2 separate regions of the Mus musculus genome follow, and region 2 is linked to region 1. Evidence: chromatin contacts called from public HiChIP or PLAC-seq data. All regions are on one chromosome and are shown on one strand. Each heading gives the region's core, a stretch centred on a gene start, on an enhancer-like site or on the middle of the called end of the contact. The rest is flanking DNA. Distances are from core to core; before and after follow the strand shown. Region 1 has its middle 19 kb from the start of Gm41991. Region 2 holds the start of Pex2 (peroxisomal biogenesis factor 2).

The links. HiChIP or PLAC-seq counts read pairs in DNA pulled down with a chosen protein or histone mark.
Region 2: a contact with region 1 is called in an H3K4me3 HiChIP or PLAC-seq map of stem cell-derived neural progenitor cells, with 7 times the contacts expected there. The contact joins the promoter of Pex2 here to the enhancer-like site in region 1. A contact is called at or near these places in 2 of 484 Hi-C or Micro-C datasets (adipose-derived mesenchymal stem cells and cranial neural crest) and 2 of 115 datasets of contacts at active chromatin or transcription factors (embryonic stem cells and stem cell-derived neural progenitor cells).

What each region holds. Positions count from the first base shown.
Region 1 is chr3:7,021,869-7,026,713 of GRCm38.p6, forward strand. No RefSeq gene overlaps it. Among named protein-coding and RNA genes, the nearest start is that of Gm41991, 19 kb to the right of the region's middle. Within about 2 kb of position 1,948, at least 1 of the 459 cell types and tissues checked has an H3K27ac peak or open chromatin away from gene starts, as enhancers often do.
Region 2 is chr3:5,574,424-5,579,360 of GRCm38.p6, forward strand. It overlaps Pex2 (peroxisomal biogenesis factor 2), which reads right to left and starts at 1,825. Exons shown (of 4, transcript NM_001267715.1): 1 at 1,615-1,825.

The DNA of each region.
Region 1 (4,845 bases), core at 698-3,197:
TTGAAAAATCTAATTTTCTCTGTATATCCTTTTTCCAAAATAATATTTTATTTAGTGTGTGTACACATGCATATCTGCATGCTACAGCCCATGTAATGAGGTCAAAGAACCACCTGCAGGAATTTGTTCTCCCTTTCTTCCATGTGGCTCTTTGGGAGTGAACTTGGGTTGCACGGTTTAGTGGGAAGTACTTTTATCTGCTGAGTGATGGCTCACCTGCCCTGGATATGTGTCATCTAATTTTATATGTTGGCAACTATTTCAGTGTTTTAAGTAACCTTGTATACCTGGTCAATACTCCCCTGTGACTGTTATCTCTACACTTCAGAGAAATAAACATTAAGATAGCTTATAAACCTTGCCAAATTTCCAATCAGGTAAAATGTGTCATCTCAAGTGAGCTTACTAATATGCAAAGTTTGCCTGAGCTTTCTCTGGCACTACAAGGAGGAATGGAACAACTCAATGATGGGTTCTTTTTAAAGAAGTGTCTAACTAACATGGAAGTACTATCTTGTGCAATATGCAACACAGCTGCCAAGGTCAAGGTACTGCCAGTATATTATCATAGGAAATGTTTATAAAGCAAGCAATGTTTCTCATGGTATAAACAGTGTCTGTGTACAAACCACTAAGATATCCCTCTGGCCCCTATTTTCTCTTTTAAAGATACTTAATGTTTCTGTTTAAAGAAGTTCAGTAAGTGTGTAAATTATGTCAAGTTAACATTTAACGAAGATGCCCATTGTCTCTGAGAAATATAGAAATATAGAAGGGTCCAGTAAACAATTTTATTAAAAATGTGAAGCCAGATAATGTTAGAAATTTTAAAAAATCATGGTGTTCCTCCTGAATTACTTATCACGTGGAATACTTTAGTGTCTAAAATTATAAACAAAGGGCATTATATACTCAGTATGCCATTTAATGTTTCAGCTACATTTATTTCCCTGTGGTCTGGGTGTATGACCAATACAGTATTTCAAGCTAAAAAGATTCTATGTCTATTTTCTGTTGCCATTACTTGTCTCCTGTTGTGAATGTTTATCATTTTTATAGTTGTGAATGCATTAATAAAAAGGACCATATTTTGTTGATGCCACAGCTATTTCCCCCTCCAGGAAGCACAAAAAGGAAGAGGTTAAAATAATTTAATTTTCTCAGAATCCCTGGAATGGTAACTCTATGTGTTTTTATGTTTCTAGCAGGAAGATGTTATGGAGAAAAGATAAGTGGAATATTTTGACTAGTAACTTCCCATGCATAATGAGCACATGACTTTATACACAGTCTTATCTATTGAATTCTAATGAGAAACTTTGATCGTGTCCTGTGGACATGATAGTACAGAAATGGGCCAGGTATGTGTTGTTGTGGAAACGAGTATGTGGGTACAACTTAGTTATGCTCACGAGTTTAGAAGGAATTAAGGGAGAAAGGTTTATAAAGAGAGAAAAATAGAGGGTTCCTTCAGCTAACTTTCTAACCATCAGTCAGCTCACTCCCTATCCCGAGGAAGACAATAAGAGAGCCACTATAATAAATAGAAAATAGTTTTAGATGAAGAAATTATGGATAAGGTTCATGCATAGGATCACAGAAAATGATCAGAGTGGAAAGGTGAACAAAAAACATATGGTCAGAGTTTTGAAGGAAACAGGGATACCATTGTGTACAGAACTGAAATAAATGTATTGTATGGTACATTAAAATATCTAGGTTTTAAAATAATTTAGCTTATATTTTAATCATACAACTTTAATAATATGACAATTTTTAGAACAAGAAAGTGTGAGTGAATAAATCAGAAAACCTAAATTTACAATTTAGTGTAAGTACAATATACAGCTATTTGTGTTAAAGGGATAATTTTCCCTTCTTCTTGTATTTTGTCCAGATATTAAATAAGTTGATCTAAAGAAGCAGAGAATCATTGCTACTAGGCTCTGTTGTGTGCCCTCTCCTGGCAGCATTCCAGGTTGTGTCCATGACAGAAGCCAGGGAAAGGGCAGTGTTTGCTAAAGTTGCTGGGCTTGCTCTCTGAATGGGTTGTCTACAGCTACAGAACAGGTAACACGTGTGAACAGAAGCACAAAGCCTTTTCTGCCAGACTCCATGTCCTGATTATCAATTTGAAATGAAAATAAATAAAATAACCAATAAAAAAGAAAATTTCAAACCTAAAGACAACTTTTGTATCAGCACTTATAACAGAATCCTCAACTACATTAAGAAATCAAAACTGAAATATAATATTCCCTGAATATTTGAAAACTTTATGGAGCCCAGTTGTAAATAAAGTATGTAAAATTTATAAAGAACAATTATTTATAAACAAAGAAAAAAGAGGAAAAATTAATACATACCAATTAAAATTTAAAAATAAGTGGTAGTAAAAACCCACATACAAGTAATATTATCTAGACTGGGTTATATTTAGAAATATATATGTATATAGATGTACAGATATGTATGAAATAATAATTAGTGGAACAAAAGCTACAAAACTGAACAAGAATGAGGAGGTGTATATATGAGGAATACCATAAAAACACCGAAACATAAGCCATCGTATATACACAAAGGACTTGTAATGTAGAAATTAAGGAATCAAGCAAACAAACAAATCACACTGACTTAACCTTAACATTATAAGACAAGTAAACAAAACAACAACAACAAACCTTCAAAGATACTGTTGAGTTCATTTGTGTGTTGGTTGTTACACACAAGATTGGGAACCATAAGAGAGTTAGCTAAATTTCCAAACTTACTGAAACATAGCTCATATAAATTTTACACAGTGCACTTGAGAAATCCAAATCCAAAACAGCTATTCAATCCATCTGACATGATGTAGAAGTTTCAAATGGAGAAGGAAACGGGGAAACTAAACATTTCTCTATACGTCATGTGTGTATCAATTCTGCTTTTGGAGCCACGAGATTAGTAGTTTTGATCTTCCACATTACAGCATAAGGAACTTTCAAATCCTTTGCATCCATTCACCCAGAAGAAAATATATTTGATTTCAACTACATGCCTAATGTTAAAGGAATTTTAAAATTGCATGGCCCTTAGTCGATTTATATTTTATATTAATAAAATAACTACACCTGTATTTCAACCATAATTGGTATTCTTGTCATAGACAAAACCTCACTTGTGGTCTCTTCCCAAAGGCTCAAGGCCAATATCTCCATCATCTTTGACAAAATGTTGTTTGCGTCCATTGTGAATTTAGAAAACATTTGAATTAAATCACTATTTCAGATTTTAGACAAAAATCAGACTTCCCATTTTAAAAGAGAATAAAATTCAGAGGCACAAATTTCAGATCTGGATATCACTCAGGTATTTTTCTAAATATACATTTTAATAAAGATTGTATTCAGCTGGGATACCATAGATCAAGTTACAAATACAGCAAGATCAATATTTGAGATAGAGAGGAAAATATGTAATAGCTAGGAAACATATTTAATATTGATATATTTGAACTCATTGGAGAATTCTAAAATATTTCTCAGTCTCTAAGAAATCTAAATTAATTTCAACCACGTGAGTTCTTATTTAGCATGAATTATAGATATTGCGAGAGGAGCTTGTGGCATAGTAGTGACACAGAATACTGTTTAAGAAAGCCCTGTGCAATCATACAAGTCTACAGTATATAAGAAAGAACTACAGAGATTGAGGTTAAAGACCAGCTGGTGCCTTTGCCTCATTCTCTTCCTCAGTGGCTGAATCTAATAGAGTTTGTCTATATGTGTGATGTGTGTGTGTGTGTGTGTGTGTGTGTGTGTGTGTGTGTGTGTGTTCAAAGTGCTCTCAAATTTCCCTTTTTCCTTCCTAGGAATCCTCAATAACTTTAATTGTGGGATAAATGTAGTCTTTATTATGCCTACGTTCCTTTGAAACCTTTCCAGGAAAGGGCAATTTTTTTTTTCACTCTGGACCTATGCCTCACCCCAGAGTATTTCTGTTTTTATTCTCTATGAGTTCTTTGGAGAATTATTTCTGTATTTATTGAATGCTAAATATAATGCCTGCATCGGAATGCTTTCCAGTGCTTCTCATGTGGACCTTAAATACTTGCTGAGCTAATTGGCTTAACTAATGGCTTTATTCAAGTTTGAAGTTAATGAATTATGCACAACAAGGAAGTCTTCCTGAGAGTATATAGAGAGTTTAAAAATGCTATATGATATGAGCCTAATTTCTTTTTCATTCATATGGTTTCTGACTAGACATATGCTTTTCTCCCTAATTTTTCTAGATGAGTTTCAAGGACAACTAAATTCCATTTTAGTTGTTGTAATTCTATTAGGCTTGAGTATGTTTCAGAAATGCTCAATAAACGTTGCCCATTGGCTGACCTATGGGGTGCAGAAAAATGTTTGAGAGAAAAGAAACATTTCTCTGGCAGAATATTGATAGGAAAAATAGTAGACTTGAGCCGAAATTCTGTCACTACTGTTCACTAACTGGGAAATACCTTTACCCCTGTAAGCCACTGCTGTACGTAACTAGCAGGATAATACTGGCACTGGATGGATGACTCTTATAATACTGTAATAGATAATATTGTAAGTGAACAGCAGAACAGCCATTCAATGATCACACTACACGTGCTGTGAACTCCACCTATCCAGCACATACACATACTATTTCCTTCATTATTTATCCAAAGTCACTTATATTTCAGATACTTTTCTGTTCATATTTAAATGTTCTAAGCATTTGTTGAGAAGGAAAGAATACCATCAAAAAGGGATATTTAAGTACATAGAGGATATTCACTTCCATATCTTTCTATCACAGTTAAGAGGCCAGATCAGCCAC
Region 2 (4,937 bases), core at 575-3,074, 1.4 Mb before region 1:
AATGAACGTTGGTTCTGACATAAAAACTGATACAGCTCAGACTTTCTTTGTACTATAGGAACCTGAAAATTACTTAATGCCCTGCAGATCATATAGTGCTAGATCCCTAATTTTCCTAGACAAGGCATGACCAGCAAGTCTTCACATACCTTCAAGGCTCAGATATTGAATGGATCAAACAGAAAATTAATGCAAAGGCTTTGAAGACCTTCAATTTAAACAAAACAAGGATATTCAGTAGGAAGGGAAATGGGAATTATGAGTGATCAAAAAGACAGAATTAAACTTTTCTTATTTTTAAAAAATAAGATAGCATTGCCATGTTTGTCCCTTTTAAAAATAAGGAATACATAACTTTAGGATGCCAGAATAACCGGATGAATGCATACTGAAAACAATGAACAATTGTGCTAAGAAGAATTTTCATGCTGAGGAGCAAGTCAGATCATCGGGTCCAAGATGTGAACTAGATCCTTACAGGAACACTGTTGTAAAAGAACATATAAATAGCTGTGCTTGTTAAACGACAGTTGACAGCCGGCTTGCTTTGTCTCTCCTCTGCATGGCTTCAGGAAATTTCTACAAAAGTTCTTTTATGGAACAATTTTAAAGCCACAGATTGAGTGCTACCTCTAATTACTAAAGAAGAGAATTAGTCCAAAAGGTAGAGCTGGGCAGAAGCAAACTATAATCAAGACTAGAACTTAATTCTTTTCATGTTAGTGGCCTAGTATGCTCAGTTTCTTTACTTTTTAAAGAAAAAAAAGGGGGAGGGTCTTTTTTCCTACTAATTCTGACTCATTTTTCAATTCTCCTCATTCTGGATACAAGTAATTGATAGTACAAAAAGGATCAAGACAGTAACAGAAAGAAGCTACTCCAAATCCATTCTGTTCAGGTTTAACTAAAGGCCACACATTCCTGGAGGGTGTTTTGACTACAAACTGGTAAGGGTCGGGATGGGGGTCCTTAGTCATACACCAATTATCTAAAATAATCAAGATGAAAAATGTGGCAAAGGGTCCCACAGAATATTTGAAACCGATAGTCTGGGAAAGTTTCAATCCGTGAAAAGTTCTTTTGCTAAGTGTTGCTGTGTGAAAAATGGCACGTGAATAAACTACTGAACCAACAAAGACTTTTAAGGACTCCCCACAAAGAAGAGAAATGATTATAACATTCCTTATAGCAAACCAATGGATTGCAATGTAAGTCAGAAACTAACTTGTAAGAAAACCTTCCATAACTCTTGCCACGAAGACCAAGAATGGGCTGTTGGAAACGTTGAAAGTCCAAAACACTGAAAAACTCATAAACTACAAGAGATTCTTATTTAAGAGTTAAAGCACTCAATCTAGTACTGTTCTAAAGGCGAGGAGGCGCTTTCCGGGCTGTCTGCAGCGTCGCCGCGGGGCGTGCAGAGGCAGAAGCGTTGTCTGCGTGACAGCGTTAAACTAGAGGAAAACTAGGCGTCTGGCTTGCTTTACCGCCTTTGCGGAACCGAGACAGACTGAGCCACCGCGGCCTGCAGCCAAGGCAAGCTTCGCGACGCCGTCCTCGCAGAGCGTGCGGCCCGCGCGCCCTACGGCGGGGCGGCTGCGAGCGGACACTGACCTGCGGGGTCTGCGGGACGCCCGGGCGCCGCACGGCCGTTTCTCAAACAATCTCCGGAAAGCTGGGCATTCCGTGGCCGCATCTGGGTCGCCCTCACTTCCGGAATCTGCGGGCTTCCGGAGCGACGGAAGACCCGGAAGTGGCTGAAGAGAGAGCGGGGAATTACACCCAGAAGCAACACCGGGTCTGAGGAAAGCCGGATAAGGCCTGGCCACGGAAAATGCCGAGGAGCCGAAGGGACGAAGAGACGAAGGGACGAAGGGACGAAGGGAAGAGACGCCCAAGAGGACACTCCACGCACTGGGATTGGTCCGCAAAGCTGCCTCTGATTGGCAGAAGCGTCACCGAGCGGTCAGCGCGGGGTCAGGGCCGGGCGTGAAGAGGCTTTGCTGTCCCGGCCCAGAGGGAGGTCTGGGCTCTGCGGGCAGGCTCTGGGCCCAAGGACGCCGCTGACGGCCGCTGGACAAGTGCCGCCGGCTGGCGACCCGGCGCCTGCGCACCTGAGGGCCGGGGACTGACCTTGGGTCCTCCCGGTTGTCGGTCTGACCTTGTCCCCAGATGTGTGGCAGCACACTAGGTCCCCATCGGGCAGCCACTGGGGCAGAGGCTGCAGGCCACCCGATGGGAGGCAGGCCAGTGACAAGGAGCTAGAATGGCCTTGGCTGGGTGGGTTGGTCGGGAGGTACTTAGGAAATCAGGTAGAGCCTACCGAAGTTGTAAAGTCTTTTTAATGCTACCAACCCCGCCTGCATCCCCAGGCTCGTGGAGGTAGTGATACAAAAATACAATTGTCTCCAATGCCCCAAAACTTTTCATTGTATTTTGTTTCAGAAATTACCCAGAGCATCAGAGTTCTGTGCATGACACATGGACAGCATAAAGGAGGCGGTAATAAGAACCTCAGAATCATGCACTCAGTACAATTCTGATTCTTTGTTTTTTGTTTTTTAAATAATGTGTGTTTTTAAAAAAACAAAACAAACAAAAAAACCTTAGTATCTGGAGTATATTAAAGGAGAACTTGGGAGCAAAATTGGGTGGAAGACAAAGAAAGCAAACAAATCCCTTTTTAACAAGTAACCTGACAGTGTAGAAAACACTGTAGGAGGAGCTCCAGTTTGCTACAGTAGGTATGGAATACAGATAGGGACTGCAGGGATGTGTCTAGAGATGCACCAGTATACCCACCCCATGGTGACCACTATCTTCTTGTGATTGGTTTGAAATACAGCCTACTCTAACTGTAAGGTATGGACACGATTCTAAGACAGCTTAAAGGGATACAAAATACTCATCAATTTGATGCATTGGCCATTATATTGAAAGTGTTCCAAAAAATTTAAAGTAATGGGGTTCCTATTATTATGTAGGGAGCTGTTGTTCAAAATAGTGAATTCTCTTTGAAGAGCAAGGCTTTGACTTAGTTGTGTAGGAAGGTAGCCCAAGGTAGGCTGTGATAGACTGTTTAGGTTTTGGTGTTTTTTGCTTTTGATACGGGCTTTTGCAATGTAGCTCTATGGTTGGCCTCAAAGCACTTCTGTCTCAGCTGCTATGTGCTGGGAAGACAACTGCATATTTTCTTGCCTAGTTCACTTGATTTTTATGAGGACAAAGGTGAAATTAAAAAAAAATAAAATAAAAATGGGACCAGGGAGAAGGCTCAGGAATGAAGGTACTTTCTGCCAAGCAGAAGGGACAAATTTCATCCTAGATACTCAAATGGAAAGATCACCTGCTCTTGAATCCTTCACTATGTCTCCCCCATATAAGCACATGCACACACACAATAGCAATTACATATAAACAAACACATCACACACATGTGCACACACAATAATGGCTAGAGAAGACATTTTCAGAAAGCATCTCTAGTTCAAAGAGTTTTAGTAGGTCTCATGAACACACATCACAGTATCTCCATAACAAAGATCCCAGCTGCACGAGAAATTTGAATTATATTAGATGATTCTTAAGAATGCCAGGAAGCATAGCATTTAAAATTACTGCTGAAAATATTTAAAATCAGGATATATTTATATAGTGTACTTCATTAATCTTTGTAGTGAGCTAGTAGTTTCAGAAAACTTGTTTTTATTATTTTAAAACTTGCCTTAAAAACATATCCACTCATTTATTGAACAAAAACCTGAGCTGGGCTTTATTCCTGGGCCAGGAATATTGCTAGACAGTGTTAATGAGAAAAAAAGCCAAAGAGAAGACAGAGATGGCCTATTTCTAGGAGCTAATAAGGACCTGTTTGGTCACTATGAAGATAATAAGCAAGGCATATCATATTTTGCATTTGTAAATTCAACACATTAATATTTTAACCAAGAATTATTCTTACAGATGTACAAAGGATCTTATGAAGACTTGACTGTGGTCTTTTAAGAAGTACTGAAAAAATTAATATATTTCATTTACTATGAGAATTTAAAGAAGAAAAAATTGATTAATCTTTTACCTTTAAAGTACAAAGAAAATAATGGCATCCTATATCCTCCTTTTGCCTTTTAGTGGTTTTTAGGCTCTAAAGAATTTACCAATAAAAATGTTAAGAACACATTGATTTATGCCTCTAACATATTTTTAAATTGCTGACTTTAAGAAGGTAAATTTATATTAGCATATTACATTATTCTTAAATCAATATAATTGGGTCTTTTAAGAAAAAGTTGATTGTACAATCTTTTAATGTTAGTGTTGCTGCTGTAAAGAATTTCTGTGAAGTTAACACCTCAAACCAACACTTATTTTTATATCTTAAGATGGGCCTCAGTGCACTAAAATCAAGGTGTCTGCAGGCCCTGGTTTTTCTCTGAAGCTCAGCGGAGGAGTGTGGGCCCTTTGCTCACTGGTTGTTTAGTAGTTTGCTATTTGCTGATGTCAGGTTGATGTTTCTCTCTCTCTCTCTCTCTCTCTCTCTCTCTCTCTCTCCTTCTCCTTTCTTCCTTTCCTTTTCCTTCCTTTACTCTCCTCCCCTCCTCTTCCTTCTGTTCCATTTTTTTCCCTAACTTTTGTTAGCAGAGGACTTATACAATGCCTAGATACCACCCACAGTCTGTATTTGGAGGCTATCTTCCTCTATCTTAGAAGCAGGGGGTGAGGCCCTCAGCTATTCTTTCCCCATTCCAGGCTTACATCTCCCTAGTCACTGGTTTTACAAAAACACATTTGATTGTTGTCTTAGGGTTTTACTGCTGTGAACAGATACCATTGACCAAGGCAAGTCTCACAAGGACATCATTTAATTGGGACTGGCTTACAGGTTCAGAGGTTCAGTCAATTATCATCAAGGCAGGAACATGTCGAATCCAGGCAGA